Linked DNA regions of Ovis aries: region 2 is linked to region 1. Evidence: chromatin contacts called from public Hi-C data. All regions are on one chromosome and are shown on one strand. Each heading gives the region's core, a stretch centred on a gene start, on an enhancer-like site or on the middle of the called end of the contact. The rest is flanking DNA. Distances are from core to core; before and after follow the strand shown.

Region 1 (2,885 bases), core at 124-2,623:
CCTAATGACTCCAAGGCTAGAAACCAAATAGCAGCGAGGTTTGAGTCAGTATCATTCTGGTGGTCCACCATTAACAAAAATGTTGATTGGATAAACTATATTTACTACAACCAACAGAGGTTTGTTAACTATACCAGAGATGCTCTAAGGGGAATAGCAAAACAGATGCTACCAGCAAAACGGCCTGGGGAAAATTGACTGGCCTTAGACACGCTTCTGGGCTTCCCTTGTGGCTCAGCTGGTAAAGAATCTGTCTGCAATGCAGGAGACCTGGGTTTGATCCTTGGGTTGGGAAGATGCCCTGGAGAAGGGAAAGGCTACCCACTTTGGCATACTGGCGTAGAGAATTCCACGGACTGTATAGTCCATGGGGTCGCAAAGAGTCGGACACGGCTGAATGAGTTTCACTTTCACTTTCAGACATGATTCTGGCAGAAAAGGGAGGCGTATGTGTTATGGTATGGTGTTAATGTCGTACTTTCATACCCAACAACACGGCCCCTGATGGCACAATAACAAGGGCCTGGCAAGGTCTGACCCCCTTGGGTAACGAGTCGGCCGAAAACTCGGATAGGTGACCCGTTGTCCAGTTTGATGGGACAGTGGTTTGGGAGATGGAGAGGCATCATGTTGTCTATCTTGACTGCCCTTATTATCACACTTGAAATACCCCGCTAGGGTGTTGCCTCATTCCTTGTGTCAGGAGCCTAATACAAAGATGAATAGAAACAGCTCTCACCAAGCAGTCGGCTGCAGCCTGTCATAGCAACCTTCTATTCCTGGAGGAGTCTGAACGTGAAAGTCATTCCATGCTGAGTTCGAAGGAAAGAATCGCTGACCATCATAAAAATGGGGTGGGACTTGTAAGAAACATATGGTCTTTTCTACCAAAGAAGAGAGACTGAAGAAATGGATTCATATTGATTTTTTTAGAATAGCTAAATAGGAAGGTATGTCTATCTGTGTGTTTATGTATGCATCTGACTTGTGAATAAGAGTCCTGGGAGGGTGACTCGTCGGTCTTCTGTTTTCTTGCCTTCCTGGTTTCTCTTCCTCATAACAACAACTTGGCAGGCTGATTTTGCGGGCTCTACCCTGGACACAGGCAAAGAACCAAAGGGCTGGAGAAAATGTTTAATATAAATCCTCCACTCAGCAGCTTACAAGTATCACGCATGACCCCCAGCGACCAATAAAATTTTAGGCGCCGTTCGGGGAAGACTGTGACCCTGTGGTCCTCAGCCTGTGAGGGACCAGGGGAGGGAACCTGCGTTTTAGGGATGAAAACCGGGAGCGCTTCCCACTCGCTGCGCCCGCTCCCGCAACTTTGCGGAAGTAGAGACTGCCTTGTGAGCCGCTTCCGTCTGCGTTATTCCTGTGACTCAGAGCATTTCCTACAGCTAGAGCGGACGTTGCTCTGTTTCCCTTAAGACTGAGGAATGTACCAAGGAAAGGGGGGAAATAGCACATAAAGCACTGACCTGTTTACCCTGGTTTGCCTCCTGCAATAGGCTGTTGATTAACCAAGCCTTGAGTTATTTTACAGACAGCGCTGCACATGTGGAAGACGGGAACCCAAGTCTCCAGGATGACGCCGGGACCTGGAATCTTCAGTTTACAGAACTCATGAAACAGACTGTTGCCCCTGCAGCCTTTTACCAGCAAGAAGTTCTTCAACAAGAAAAACCCAGCTTCCGGTTGTCCAAGTAGCTTGCTTCCAATCGGCTTTCTGACCTTCGAGACTAGCCAATAAGACTGTGCCAAGTTTGAAATTCCCCTAACCCCTTACATTTCACCCTGAACACTGGATGGGGAGACAGATCTGAGCCCTGCCTCCTGTTGACTGACCTCACAATAAAAGTTATTCTTTTTTTAAAAGCTGGTGCCATAGTGTTGGCTTCTGTGTGTTGCAGACAGTGAGCCCTTGCTTGGTAACAAAAGGATGAAAAATATCCACTGATGCATACGAATTTTGGTATTTCTATCTGATAGAGTGAAAATGGTGGCAGTATTTCCTCCTCGTAAAGCAGTATTCCAAGCATCGATTAACACTATATCCTCCACTGTGAGGTGAAAACATTAGTTGTTCTATCAACATGAGTTGATAGAATTGCACCTGAGCTGGATGGCCAGAATATTGACGTTCTCCTGAGTCTTTAATGACGGACATATACATTAACAACACCTTAGAAACTCACTTTATGTGTCTTCCTAAAGTGTTCTCTGTTTTGTTTTTGGACACTTGCAACTTTAACGTGCTGTGTGATCTTTGGAAGGTACTTAGGGTTTCTGGGCCTCAATTTCCCCCAGTTAAGAAAGGATAATAATAACAACTCCTTCAAAGGTAAACTGTAAGGATTAAATGAGTTACTGTGCTGAAAACCTTAGGAAAATGCTTAACCTACAGTACAAGTTCTAAGGATTAGCTGTTATCATTATGGCGGTGTCTGGCCAGCGTTAATTCACTGGTGCTCACTTGTGTCTAACTCTGTGATCCATGGACTGTAGCCCACGAGGCTCTCTGTCCATGGGCTTCTCCAGGCAAGAATACTGTAGTGGCTTGCCATTTCCTTCTCCAGGGGATCTTCCTGACCCAGGGATCGAACCCGGGTCTCCTGCATTGCAGGCGGACTCTTTACCCATTGAGCCGCTGGGGAAGCCCCTGCCTGCCTTAAGAAGATTTATAATTCTCACTTCTCTAATCCTTTTTTTTTTTTTTTTTTTTTGCCAAAACATGAAAGCAGAAGAGGCAGACAACTTGTGTTTTATTCTCTCTGACGTGTTCCGGTAGGCCTCTCAGTATTGAAAACATATCATTTAGTGGTGTTGCTTTTGGCTGCTACAATCAAGTTATCTTAGAATGCCTTCTCAGAGTAGGTTTCTTC
Region 2 (2,939 bases), core at 9-2,508, 260 kb after region 1:
TGGGTCGGGGCCTGGACACGAGGCAGCTGCAGGAGAAGAGACCCGCCGCGCAGTCCCGGGCTGCAGCTGGCCCTTCGGAGGGGGTCTCACCATCCAGACAGGGGTTTCCTTCCAGCCGCCTTCCCGACTTTCATTTTCCGCAGCAAAGGGTCCCAGCTGCACGGCTGGCTCCCTAGTGGCAGGGACTGGCACCCAGGCCCCCACCCCCAGCTGAGGTTCTGCTCGGGAGGACGGCCTCGGCTTCTCAGTGCTTGCCCCAGGGGGCACTGCCTCCTCCCAGCCCCTCTGCTCCAGGCTGGAGCCCTGCCTCCATCCCGTGTACCTTCCCTGCTTCCTCGGGCTCCCGTTGCCCTGGTCCAGGCGTCCTCTGGTCGGGGCACTCACGCTGGGGCATCCAGACAGAGGCGGGGAGGGGTTCTGTTTTGGCCCAGTTCTGACCTCACTTTCATTTTACGTGCAAAGAGCAAGGTGCAGGGAATTAAGGCTCCATCAGCACACAGCCTCGGAGGAGGAGCCGGAGTGGACCCCAGGGAGCCCACTCTGGAGCCCGCACATCCCCCCCCACTCACCCAGCCTCTACTAAGCCCCGCCCCCGCCTTTTCCAGACCCCCGCTGCCGCCCAATCTTCGGCCTCCAGTCTGCGCCTTCCAGAAGCCACATCTGACCGTCTCCCGCCCTCTGCTGAACCTGTCAGGGGCTCCGCTGTGCTTCCTGGCCTCCAGCGCCCTCCCTGTGGTGACTGGCCAGGCCACGAGCCAGCTGGGCCTGGGGCCTCCTCCCGGCCCTGCGTCCAGAGTGAGGGGGGCAGCAGTCCCCCGTGAGTCGACAGGAAACCCCTCACATGTGCTGGGTCCCACCTGGGCAGTCCAGCAGGGCCCCTGCCCAGGGCTGAGCCCTCCCTCTGGAGACCCCCAGGCTCCTGGGAACCAGAGCTGGTGAGTCAGCGGGCGGCCGGGGCGCAAGCACACACTGGCCCTGCTGGGCGCCCTTGGCCCTTTCCTCCCCAAGCAGCTCCCCTTCCAGGGAGCAACGAGCTGACCAGCTGCCTCCTGGCAGGCAGGCTTGGGGGACAGGGCGGTGAGGCCTCAGCTCCGTGCATCTCCACCTCCCGGTAGGGAGGCCTCCGCCACAGGGCCCACCCCACCTGCCCAGCTGCCCCCTGCAGGTTGCTTTCCGGCCTGGGTCTGGCTCAGCCTCAGGGCTGCTGGTCACGTAGCCAGGCTCGCTCCTCCTCTTGTGGCCGTGCTGCTGAGCACAGCGGTTTCCTGCTGGGAGCACACAATGAGGCCTGCCCCACGGGACCCACCCGGGGAGGTGCTCCCGCCGGCGCTGAGGCACTGAGCGTGGCGACCTGGGACGGGCGACGCCCTCTCTGAGCCTCGGGTGCCCTGGTGAGAAGTGAGGGGTGAAACAGGGTCATGGGAGGCCACTCTCCCACGACGATAAGAGAAACTCGCCGTGAGCACCGAGTGTGCGTCCTCACTAACACCGCAGAAGCTGGCGCCCAGCGAGGCGAGCCCCCTCCGTGGCTCGGCTCCCCTCCGTGCCGGGCTCCCCCTCTGTGGTCCAGCCCCCACTCCGCGGTCCAGTCCCCCTCCGCGGCCTGGCTCCCTTCCACGGGCCGGCCTCCCAGAGCTTCCTCCTGCTGCTCAGAGGTCTGTGACCCGCGCCAGCCCCACGCGCAGCCCATGTCTCCCCCATCTCCCCCCAGAAGGCACCCAGCCCAGATGGGTTGAGCACCAGAGGCATCGTTGGCTCAGATCCAATCAGAGGGACCTGGCCTACAGTGACCCGGGTCTGCAGACCCTGGGGGGCAGTGGGACAGAGGGTTAGGGCAACATTGGAAGCAGAACTGAAAACGGAAGTGAATTGAGGAGGAAGGGAGAAATGAAAGCTGAAAACGGCCTCAGGGGCAGACGGAGCCTGCCACCTTGGGACCAAGAACCATGTGACAAGCCCCCAGCCAGGGGTGCTGCAAGCCTGGGAGCCCAGCATCTCGCAGAGCTAACTCCTGACCCCCGCCTGCCTCCCCCTCTACAGGACCCTCAGCCTCGACAATCCCTATCTGTCTCCCGATTTGGACCGGGCTCTCCAACCCAAAGCCTGGGCCCCAGGGTCTGACCGTGAATCAGAGCCTCCCAGTGGCGGGGAGAGGGGACATGGCCATACGCTCCAGGATGGACCCCAGAGCCCCCTGGCCTGACTCTGCCAAGGATCAGGGTTTGCACAGGGGGTTCCTGGGAGAGCGGGCCCCAGGGAGGGTCTTCCTCAGTTCAGGGCAGGTGTCTGTGGATGAGGAGACAGCTTTCTGCCCGGGCGCTGAGGCTTCCCTGGGGGTAGGGGTCGTAGCTATTGTCCCCACGGCATGTCTCCCCTCCTCAGGCTCAGTGTCCAGAGCCTGACAACAGGAGGCCCCTGCCTCCTCGCCAGCCCTCCAGGATTAGAACGGACTCTGGTGATGGTCAGCCATGACCTGCATCGTGCCCCTCTTCCAGACCTGCAAGTGTCTCAGCCACTCAACTCTGAAGCTCCGGGTCCCCAGAAGGATCAGCCCTGGACAAAGCCCCAGCGGTGCATCCTCACCTCCTGCCCCCGGCCTTCTCCTCCTGGCACGGAGCGTGGCCGCCCTGCTCTCCTGGGCACATGGGGTGCAGGATTCCAGCGCTCATGTCTGAGTTTCCTCAGCGCTGCAAAGTTCCTTAAAATAACCCCCACTCCCTAGGTTAGTTGTTGTTGCTTAGTTGCTGAGTCGTGTCAGACTCTCTGCAACCCCACGGACTGCAGCCCACCAGGCTCCTCTGTCCCTGGGATTCTCCAGGCCTGAATACTGGAGTGGGTTGCCGTGCCCTCCTCCAAGGGATCTTCCCAACCCAGGAATCGAACCCGTGTCTCCTGCATTGGCAGGCGGATTCTTTACCACTGAGCCACCTGGCAAGCTC

What was found. A called contact is a pair of places that touch in the nucleus more often than the background predicts.
Region 2: a contact with region 1 is called in a Hi-C map of liver, with 5 times the contacts expected there. The contact joins two enhancer-like sites. A contact is called at or near these places in 7 of 16 Hi-C or Micro-C datasets (blood, hypothalamus, liver and 3 more).

Annotation. Positions count from the first base shown.
Region 1 is chr2:249,441,283-249,444,167 of ARS-UI_Ramb_v3.0, forward strand. All of the region lies in intron 1 of FBXO42 (F-box protein 42), which reads left to right. The region is part of intron 1 of LOC132659363 (a long non-coding RNA gene); the gene reads right to left. It also overlaps the pseudogene LOC132659362. Among named protein-coding and RNA genes, the nearest start is that of FBXO42, 13 kb to the left of the region's middle. Within about 2 kb of position 1,374, at least 6 of the 54 cell types and tissues checked have an H3K27ac peak or open chromatin away from gene starts, as enhancers often do. A contact at or near this core is called in liver, where this site is marked.
Region 2 is chr2:249,698,998-249,701,936 of ARS-UI_Ramb_v3.0, forward strand. No RefSeq gene overlaps it. Among named protein-coding and RNA genes, the nearest start is that of FAM131C, 10 kb to the right of the region's middle. Within about 2 kb of position 1,259, at least 12 of the 54 cell types and tissues checked have an H3K27ac peak or open chromatin away from gene starts, as enhancers often do. A contact at or near this core is called in liver, where this site is marked.